2 separate regions of the Cricetulus griseus genome follow, and region 1 is linked to region 2. The links are chromatin contacts, called in public Hi-C maps. All regions are on one chromosome and are shown on one strand. The core of a region is the stretch at or near the end of the contact, and the rest is flanking DNA. Distances in the headings are between cores, read along the strand shown. Region 1 has its middle 120 kb from the start of Mboat1. Region 2 has its middle 48 kb from the start of Mboat1.

Evidence for each region. A called contact is a pair of places that touch in the nucleus more often than the background predicts.
Region 1: a Hi-C map of the CHK-Q cell line shows a contact between it and region 2, with 6 times the contacts expected there. The contact joins two enhancer-like sites. A contact is called at or near these places in 7 of 8 Hi-C or Micro-C datasets (the CHK-Q cell line, the CHL-YN cell line, the CHO-K1 cell line and 2 more).

Annotation. Positions count from the first base shown.
Region 1 is chr3:250,980,272-250,985,078 of CriGri-PICRH-1.0, forward strand. No RefSeq gene overlaps it. Among named protein-coding and RNA genes, the nearest start is that of Mboat1, 120 kb to the left of the region's middle. Within about 2 kb of position 2,605, at least 1 of the 6 cell types and tissues checked has open chromatin away from gene starts, as enhancers often do.
Region 2 is chr3:250,810,171-250,814,983 of CriGri-PICRH-1.0, forward strand. No RefSeq gene overlaps it. Among named protein-coding and RNA genes, the nearest start is that of Mboat1, 48 kb to the right of the region's middle. Within about 2 kb of position 2,586, at least 2 of the 6 cell types and tissues checked have open chromatin away from gene starts, as enhancers often do.

The sequences.
Region 1 (4,807 bases), core at 1,355-3,854, 170 kb after region 2:
CGATGACAAAGTTTCACATAACCCAGGCTGCCCTCTAACTCTTATGTAGACAGGGTGGCTTTGAACTTTTGATCCTCCTGCCTGCACATGCTTAGTGCCGGGGTTATAGCGCCAGTGTATGCAGTACTGGGGATGGGATCCAGGGCTTCCTGCAGGCTAGGCTAGCTGCACCACTGAGCTCTGTCCTCAGCTGCAAATTGATTTCTAAAGATAGCCACTCATCCATTCCAATAAGCAAAGGCCGTACCCTACTCTAATGGTTAACATGAGTGTCACCCATAAATTCACAGCAGTGGTTTGGTCTTCAATTCCAGCAGGAAGCCTGAGAAGTATTTCAAGAAGAAAGCAGTTAAACCCGGACATACTGCCTTTGGGACTTTGCTGAATCAGTTTCCTGTGAGTCTGAGGCAGGAGTGCGGGAGAATTACAGCAAAGTGCTGGGAGGAAACACTGTAAAAGAGCCTGTGGGGGAGTGAAAACTGGCTAGTGTCGCAACTCCAGTTTGTTTTGATTTGAAACTGGGGCTCCTGTTGCCCTAGCTGCTTTGAAATTTCGGGGCTCAAGCATGTTTCTGCCTCAGTTTCCCCTGTGGTTGATACTACACACCCACTGGCTTGGTTTTGGCTTTCACAAAACAGCCTGGGAAAGAGGTAGACGGGTGACTTCTTAGTGTTTTCCTAGCTTTCTAACCTTTAGGTTATTAGTCTTATTGTGTTTACCTGTGTGTGTGTGTGTGTGTGTGTGTGTGTGTGTGTGTGTGTGTGTGTGTGTGCATATGTGCACGCACACACATGCACATTATTGAGGGACACATGTGCCATACTACATGTATGGAAATCAGAGCAAAACTTTGTGGAGTTGGTTGTGGATGAAAGTTTCTGTCTAGCCCAGTATCGCAGCCCAGTCCCAAATAAACACACAGAAACTCATTATTATTTATAAACTGTTTGGCCTATTGCTCAGGTTTCTTATTGGCTAGCTCTCTCAATTATTAACCCATAACTATTAATCTATGTATCTCCACATGGTCTTGGCTTACCAGAGAATGCCCAGAAGTCCAACCTTCCTGGTAGCTACATGGCATCTCCTTGACACTATTACCTTTTTCTATTCCTGTTTGGATCTCCCACCTGGCTAAATCCTTTATGTCCATTGGCCGAAACAGCTTTATTCATCAACCAATAAGAGAAACATATATTCACAGCATATAGAAGAACACCCCCTAAAAGGCCCCTGAAGGCTCAGGACCCCAGGATCTCGGCCCAGGACCTTGGCAACCCCAATCACCAGGTGGAGGTGAAAGCTTGATGTAAACAGCAAGAGGTATTATTGCAGTTGTTTAATGAGCTAACCCCATGTTAGCTCGGGCCTTTCATCCATCCACCATGGCAGATGGCTAGGAAAGACGCCTCAAAGCCACAGCATAGAGATCTTATAGGGCAGTGTAAGGCGAGTGTCCAGGCATACCCACAGGCTCAGGATTGGTGTGCCTCCAGGCTTGGAGGGTTTGCCCTGTGTTGATCGGTCAACTGGTTGTTATGGCCCATAGGCCCTCCCAGGGCGGTTGCTATGCTCTGCATGTCATTGCTGTGCACTTGTCCGTAAAGCACACCCAGAGCCATAAAGCATAGCACTACCAGCTAACTTCTGATTGGTTCCTTACCATGAGGCAGGCATCTGACCTCCTAGTGACCAAGTCAAGGTCAGGCAAGCACATGTTAGACTGTCATGGCTGCCAAAATGGGGAGCTGGTCCCTTCACCCCCATCAGTTGGTTCTTCCTTTCCTCCTTTAGGTGAATTCTGGGTACTTGGGCAAGGAGAATTGTGTATATCAGGGGTCTAGGGGTACAGAGATCCACTCTATAAGGACTCTTTCTGCTCTTCCAGAGGACCTGTGTTTGGTTCCCAGCACTCACATCATGCAATGTAATTCACAACCAACTCTAACTCCAGCTTCAGGAGATCTGATGCCATTTACAGGCCTCTGCAGACACGCACACATTCACACACACACACACACACACACACACACACACACACACACACACACACACACACACACACACACACACACACGATAATAAATAGTTCTTCTTTTTCTCTTCCATCCTTTCTTTCTTATTTGGTTTTTCAAGACAGGGTTTCTCTGTGTAGCCCTGGCTCTCCTGGAACTCACTCTGTAGACCAGGCTGGCTTCAAACTCACAGAATTCCACCTTCTTCTGCCTCCCAAGTGCTGGGAATAAAGGAGTACAACACCACCTCTCAGCTTTATATTTTTGTTTTATGTGTATGAGTATTTGTCTGCATGTATATCTGTGTACCATGTGACTGCCTTATGACCAAAGAATCCAGAAGAAGGCATGGGATTCCTTGGAACTAGAGTTAGAGATAGTTGTGAGCCACCATACCTGTGCTGGAAACTGAACCCAGATCCTCTCTCTGCAAGAGTAGCAAGTGCTCATAATTGCTGAGCCATCGCTCCAGCTCCCTAAAGAAAGCTTTTTTAAAAGAGGAGGAAAAGCACTTCTATTTGCTGAGCCACTTCCTTGGCCCTCAGCCTAACTAAAGCTTAACCTTGCAGTGTAGGTTTGAGAGGCAGAAATCCCAGTGTACCTGGGGAATGAAGGAGCCTCGCCCACTTAGGAACAATCTCAGCACACACCACCTACAAATCTTTGCTTGAAAGCAATTTCTCTGAACTGGTGTGAAGTAGGGACATCTTGTGGCCACTTGCAGTAACATCGGGTGTTGAATTCCAAGCCAAGTGTTCACCCCTGGTTGCACTCTGAATACTAGCCATGGCCACCTAACCTCTGTGCTCCTCTTTTTGAACTGTAACTGCTAGTCTGTTGTTTAAAAGATCACGCTCTTATCGAGGGAAATGCTTAAATGATCCCCCTGAGTTGTCCTCGTCCTACTTTAGATACAAATAAAAAACAAGACGGTGGGTAGACTTTAAATAGGCAGAAGCGCTGGAGGTAAAAGCAGCTGCGGGTCTTGGCATGTATATGCTCCTCATTTGCTTGTGGCCTTGGAGAAGGCAAGTCACCTTTCTGTTAGATAAATCAGTAACTATCATCAGGGGTAAGTGAGATAGTGTGAGGAACTAAGTTGGTGGATTTCTGCAAGGGTGGCCTAGTTTAAATAAGTCATTGTGAGCAGAAGCCAGGGATTCTTTGGTTATCCCTTTTTTCCCCACCTGTAAGAGGCAGATGTAAGATGACCATGGATTGCTTGTGTTTTAACCTTTTATAATCAGTTTTGTTGTCTCCCTCTTGGAGTCTCTTCATTCCAGTAGCCTGAGGTTGTCAGTGTGAGTTTGGTCTACAACTTTGTGGAAAGCATTTGTTTTCTTTGTAATTCATTCTGAGTGACCAATTTCTAAAGGAAAACTTAGGCCTCTCATAGTTCCCTTTCTTTGCTGACAATTCAGTGTTCTGGTTGTGGCAGCTTGAGCACATTTCTGAACCCGAGAGACACATTGTCATTCTGGGAAATACTTAAGTCTTCAGGGTGCTCTGTTAGAAGACGTAACAAGTAACATCTGGCTCACTTATGACATCTTAAAGGGTCAGCACCTTTGTGCTCCTGCCCCAGGGTCATCAGGCTCAGCCATGCTGGGGCTTAACATAGCTTTCTCCCTCTCTCCCCAGCTTACTTGTTTCTTAACAAAATGTTGGGACTTAGGTAAAATCTGAAAATTGAGCTACACTTATCAGCATCTGGAATGGTAGAAAGTAAGTCGTCTTGTACGTTGGTATGTTGTTCTTCCCTTCACTTTGTTCCTTTCTTGTGATGAGAATTCTACCCCCCCAAACAGTCCCAATTCCCCCAGGAGAGGAGTGACACTTGCTGATACAAGGCACAGCTCTCACCTCACAGCACATAAGAGAGGTAGTTTATCCTGAAGCTAAAGTGAGTGACTCCCATCTGGGAACAAGGATTCGGGTTGCCCAGATTAGCATGTTCTGCTGTGAAAGTTCTCAGCAAGTTGTTAGAATTACAGATTGGAAGACAGTCATAAATCAAGTCACTTCTCAAATACACTGTGAGGACATTGGGTAGGCGGCTTATGGCACACTGGGAATCTCTGCTGTAGGCTTCAAGATGCTATCTAACGACATTCTTAGTGTTGGGGCTCACAGGAGCAAGCAGCTGCTAAGTTAGAACTCTCCAAAGGTTTCATCTGCTCATCACAGGATGTTGGGTCAGGCAGGTCCTCGGGCAAAAGGTGACCAAAGAAAGCCCGAGGTAGTTTTGTCCTGCAGCATTCAACTCTGTTGAGCCAGGATGCTCTAACTAACCAATAAGCCTAGTGGCATCTGTGACACAGGTGCAGCTTTTCTTCTGGGAACTTCAAGTCACACGTTCCAATCCACCCACGCTTTAGTTGTAATTTACAGTTTGGCTAAGCTTCCCATCTGTTCTCGTCATTGATTCCCAAACAATTAGAAGTGGTGGAACCAGGTATTTTATAGAGATTTGTTTTTATTATTTCTCAAATGTGTGTGTATACTTGTGTCTGTATGGATATGTGCACACTTGCATTAGTGCGCTGCATTGTGTCTGCAGAGGCCAAGAAGAGGGCGTCAGATCCTTTGGAGTTACAAGCAGTTGTGAGCTGCTCTCCTGGGGGGAGCTTGAAAGTAAAACTTGGGTCTTCTGCAAGAGCAGCAGGCACTCTTAACTACTGAGCTGCCTCTCCTGGTTCTGGAACCATACATTCATCTTCCTTTTTAAACCAGGAAGTAATTATCTCATGGACCTACTTCTGGCAGATGAAGGTATCAGGACCCTCAGCTTC
Region 2 (4,813 bases), core at 1,336-3,835:
TCCCCAGTCTTTATTAGTTCCTTCCACCTGTTTGTTTTAGATTTGGTTTGCTTTTCTTATTATAGTATCTTAAATTAGAAAGTTATAATATTGATGCATAATCTTTTTCTCTTAACATACACATTTCTAAAAACATCTTTTATCTCAAGTTCCAATTTAGCAGCATCCCCACGTTATAGCACAATGTGTCTTTAATATCATTCATCTCAATTCTAATATCCCACTTTAATTTCTTCTTTGACTGAGCATATATTTTTCTTTCAGAAGTGTATGTCCTCACACTTTACAGTTAGGTCTGTGATCCATTTAAAGTTAATTTCCTGAAAAGTATGAAGTCTGAGCTTAGATGCATTCAAAATTTTTTATTTATTTATAATACTTAATTTTTAATTATGTGTTTGCAGTACCCAAGCAGACCAGGAGAGGGCATCAGTTACCTCAGAGCTGGAGTTCACGGGCTTATGAGCCACCTGATGTGGGTGCTGATAAAAGAAATCCAGTCCCTTGCAGGAGCAATAAGTTCTCTTAACTATTGAGTCATCTTCCCAGCCTGTAGATCATTTTTTTTTCTCTCTTGTGAATGATCCTCCAGCTGTTTCAGCAATGTTTTTTGGAAAGACTCTTCTTCCTTCACCAAATTGCCTTTGCTTTTTGCACTTGTTGGCTACATTTTTTTTATTACCTTTCTTCTAGAAGGCATACACATTTTAACTTACAGCACTAGTTTTGGATTCATGTGAATTTCATTCTAGGGAGGTGTCGGAGCATTGTTCTCTTTATCTTCGCCTGTGTTTCCTCTCTTCGTGACATTTTGTTTTACATATTCTACTTAACAAAGATTTCAAACACAACAGCACAAGCTATACTTCTATTTTTTATGCTGCTGTATCTTCTAAGAAAGATGAGAAATGCCAGGCATGGAGGCACATGTCTTTAATCCCAGCATTTGGGAGATACAGACAAGCATCTCTCCGATTTTGAGGCCAGCCTGGCCTACACAGCAAGGTTCCAGGACAGTCAAGGCTACATAGAGAAACCCTGTCTCAAAAAACCCACCAACCAATAACAACCACCGAAAAAAGAAAGAAGGAAAGGAAGGAAAGGAAAGAAGGAAAGGAAGGAAGGAAGGAAGGAGAGAGAAAATCACTTCTTTAGTTCTTCAAATGTTTTAGAGCTACATTGAAGACTTGCCTAAATTTTAGATCTGTTGGCATCTCAGGCAGTTTCTGCTTTCTTCTCCACTCTACCCTCCTCCTCAGTGTGAGTCATTTATTTATTTACCTATCTACTTATTTGTTGTAAGAACTAAGCTTTTTAGATAACATGTTATAGGAATATTACTAGAATTGCCAGTGTCTGAACCTGCGTCCTCAGCAAGCCAGGGAAAGCAATCTATCCCCACTAGGCCAATTAACCAGATGAGCAATACTGAAAAGCAAAGAGGTTTATTCTGTGTGGCCACATTTCAAAGAAGGACAAATAAAAGGTCCAGTGACCTTCCACTCACCATCCACTCAAGTCCATCTTCTGGACCTTGGCAAGCAGTTTAAGGAGGGGTATGCATAACAAAGTGGTCCAGATCAAGTGTAGTCAAGGAGTAGTCCTTCCCACCACTGACTAACCTGTCATCCTCCTGTTAGCTCTGGTTATTCCCAGCACTGACCCATCATCCTCATCTAGACTCTGGTCCTTCCCACCACTGACCAGTCATCCTTGTCTTGGCTCTGGTGTCTACTGTGAGAGATGGTCTGATAAGTTATCAGAACAGGCTGGGTGTTGGTGGCGCACACCTTTAATCCCAGCACTTGGGAGGCAGAGGCAGGCAGATCTCTGTGAGTTCGAGGCCAGCCTGGTCTACAGAGTGAGAGCCTTCCAAAGCTACACAGAGAAACCCAATCTCAAAAAACCAAAAAAAAAAAAAAAAAAAAAGTTATCAGAACTATGTGAAAGCTCTTCCCTCTACTGGGCACCAGACTTCAGCAAGTACCTTTCCCACTGTGAAACTACTCCACAAGCCAATCCCATTGGCTCTATTTTCAAAATACAATTCCAATCTAGCTACTTCTCAAGATCTTTGAAACTACCCTACCCCTGGTGGCAGTGGTAGATCACTTGCTAGGAATGCTTAGGGCCCTTGGGTTCAATGTGGAACACATTAAAAATAAAGCAAAATAAATAAGTACCCAAACCCTCCTTTCTGTGCTTAAGTTCCGCAAGAAAGATAATTTTATTTTGGATGTGGAAAGGAGTGTCAGAATCATTGATAAATTTACACCACGGACCATTTGTCCCCTGGAAGGTTCCTTTCTTTTTACCCTTTAAGTCTCAGCTCAAAATCTATCTTCTATGAAACCTTTACCAACTTCCCCAACTGAATTAATTTAACATACAGTTATTAAACATTTTTGATTTTTGGTTTATCTGAATACATTTTGTTGAAAGATCAAAATGACCAAGACCAGATACTTGAAGAGAATGTCACCTGAACTGTGGTTTTGGAGGAAGGAAGTTTGGGTCACGGACCTACATTTTTTGGTTTCTGGTGATGGCCTCATGCTGTTACACAACACGCAGAGAAACAAGAGGAAGGAAGTGTATGCAAAGAGGAAACAGCCACAAGGAGTTGGGTTGGGAGGCACTGAGCTCGCTCTATGACTATCCACTCTCAGCACCTGTGGGGATCAATGGTGACACTTCTGTTGCCCAAATCCCCCTCAAAGGTCCCCAAACATGAGTTTGGGCAGGGACAAATTGCATCCAAGTCATGGCGGAGCTTGTATTTCAAAGAAGAACTTTGATTTATCCTGAACTGAGCATGTGTTGTCTGTGGTTTGCAATTACCACAGTCTCTCATAGCTTTTTAATTATGTGTGTGCATGGGCATGGGTATGGGCATGGGTATGGGCAGATGACCATGGAGGTCAGAGGCATCAGGTCCCCTAGGGCTGAACCTGAGTGAGCTGCCAGACTTGAGTGTTAGGCTTCGAACTTGGTTCCTCTGCAACAGTAGTAAATACTTTCCATCTCTTCCACCCAACACATTCATTGTCTGTCCCACACACTGCTTTTTCCACACTCATTATCTTAATAGAATCATTCGTGCATTTTTTCCTTTTCTAGTCAGTCCCATTGGATCTATTTTTGAAACATAATATATAACCCAGATTCATCTCTCAAGATCTCTGAAAATACCTCTACCTTCTTCCCACATATACTATGGTATCTACTAACTCCTTGCTCCTTGGCCTGTGTACAACAGCCAATGGGCTTCTCCTAAAATATGAGTCAGCTCACATTACTCTTCTGCCCAAAACTGTGCAGGGCAGGCTGGGGATCAAGCTCAGTAGCAGGGGTCCTGCCTAGAGTAACCCAAGCCTTGGGTTCAATCTCCAGCATGGTAATAAAGCAAAAGCAGCTGCCCATCCTCCAGGGATCATCTATACACAGAGAAATTGAGCTACTGGCCTTAGAACCTGGCTGGTCCTTCACACACCCACCCTACTTGGAATTACTAGTTTCTACACATCCCACACATTCTCCACCTTGCGATCTTAACATTTTGATATCTCTGGTGGAAACCACTCCCACAATGAACCCATATTTACATGCCTCCTTAACCTCCTGTGGTGGTTTGAAAGAAGATGGCCCTCAGAGGGAGTGGCACTATTAGGAGGTGTGGCCTTGTTGGAGGAAGTGTGTCACTGTAGGGTTGTGCTTTGAAGTCTCCTATGCTTAAGCTATGCCCAGTGCCACAGAGTCCTTATGCTGCCTGTGGATTAAGTTGTAGACCTCTCAGCTCCTTCTCTAGCACCACATCTGCCTGCACACTGAGCCATGATGATAATGGACTAAACCTCTGAAACCATAAGCTAGCCCAAGTCAAATGTTTTCCTTTATAAGAGTTGTGGTGGTCATGGTGTCTCTTCACAGCAATAGAAATCCTAACACATCCCTTCCTTTAAGTCCTTGGCCCCAATCCCACTTCTAGTAAGGTCTTTGTTGTAATGTGGATCTGTTGAAATGTCCCACAAAGGTCATGTGTTTAAGGCTTTTCCTCACCCCATGGATTTTCGGAATGGGACAGAAACCATAAAAAGTGAACCTAGTATGAGACTTTAGGTCATTCTGTGAATGCCATTGTGAGACACAGGTCCTTATCATACCTGCTCTTAGCAGATTCCTCTACCATGTTGTTTTCCATGTTTCCTAGTTGCTGTAGGCCAAAAACAATGAAACCAACTAAGCATGGACTGAAAACTCCAAAACCATGGGCCAAGGTTAGCCTTTTAGCTTTATAAGTTGGTTAACTGGGGTACTTGGTAACTGTAATGGAAAGTGACTACCTTTCCTGGCCCACCCTATTAAAAAGCACATATTTCTCTACTCTCCATTTCCCTCAGTTTATTTATTTTTCTTTACAACAATTATCAACTTATAAGTATTCAGAGTTTATTATGCACTTCTTTTTCCCTGTCTGTACCCCCTAGGACATGGGGTCCTTGAAGGTCCCTAGGACTGCTATTATATCACTGTCACAGCCTATACCTTAGTGGGCTCCCAATATCCATACATTGAATGAAGAAGTATGTTCATGTAGGGATACAATATGGAAATGGTGGTTGTACTACGAGGACAGGGGAACCACTGGCAAAGAAAGAGAGCTGATGATGTTCGCCTACTTGGGCTGTTTTCTTGGTGTTTTTGGTTTTATCTGATGCCTTTGGCCCTATCTCCCTTGGTTTTCCATGGCACATATTTCCTTCCTTCTTGAGGGCCCCAAAACAACTCTCACTAAGTACTTCTTGACTGACAG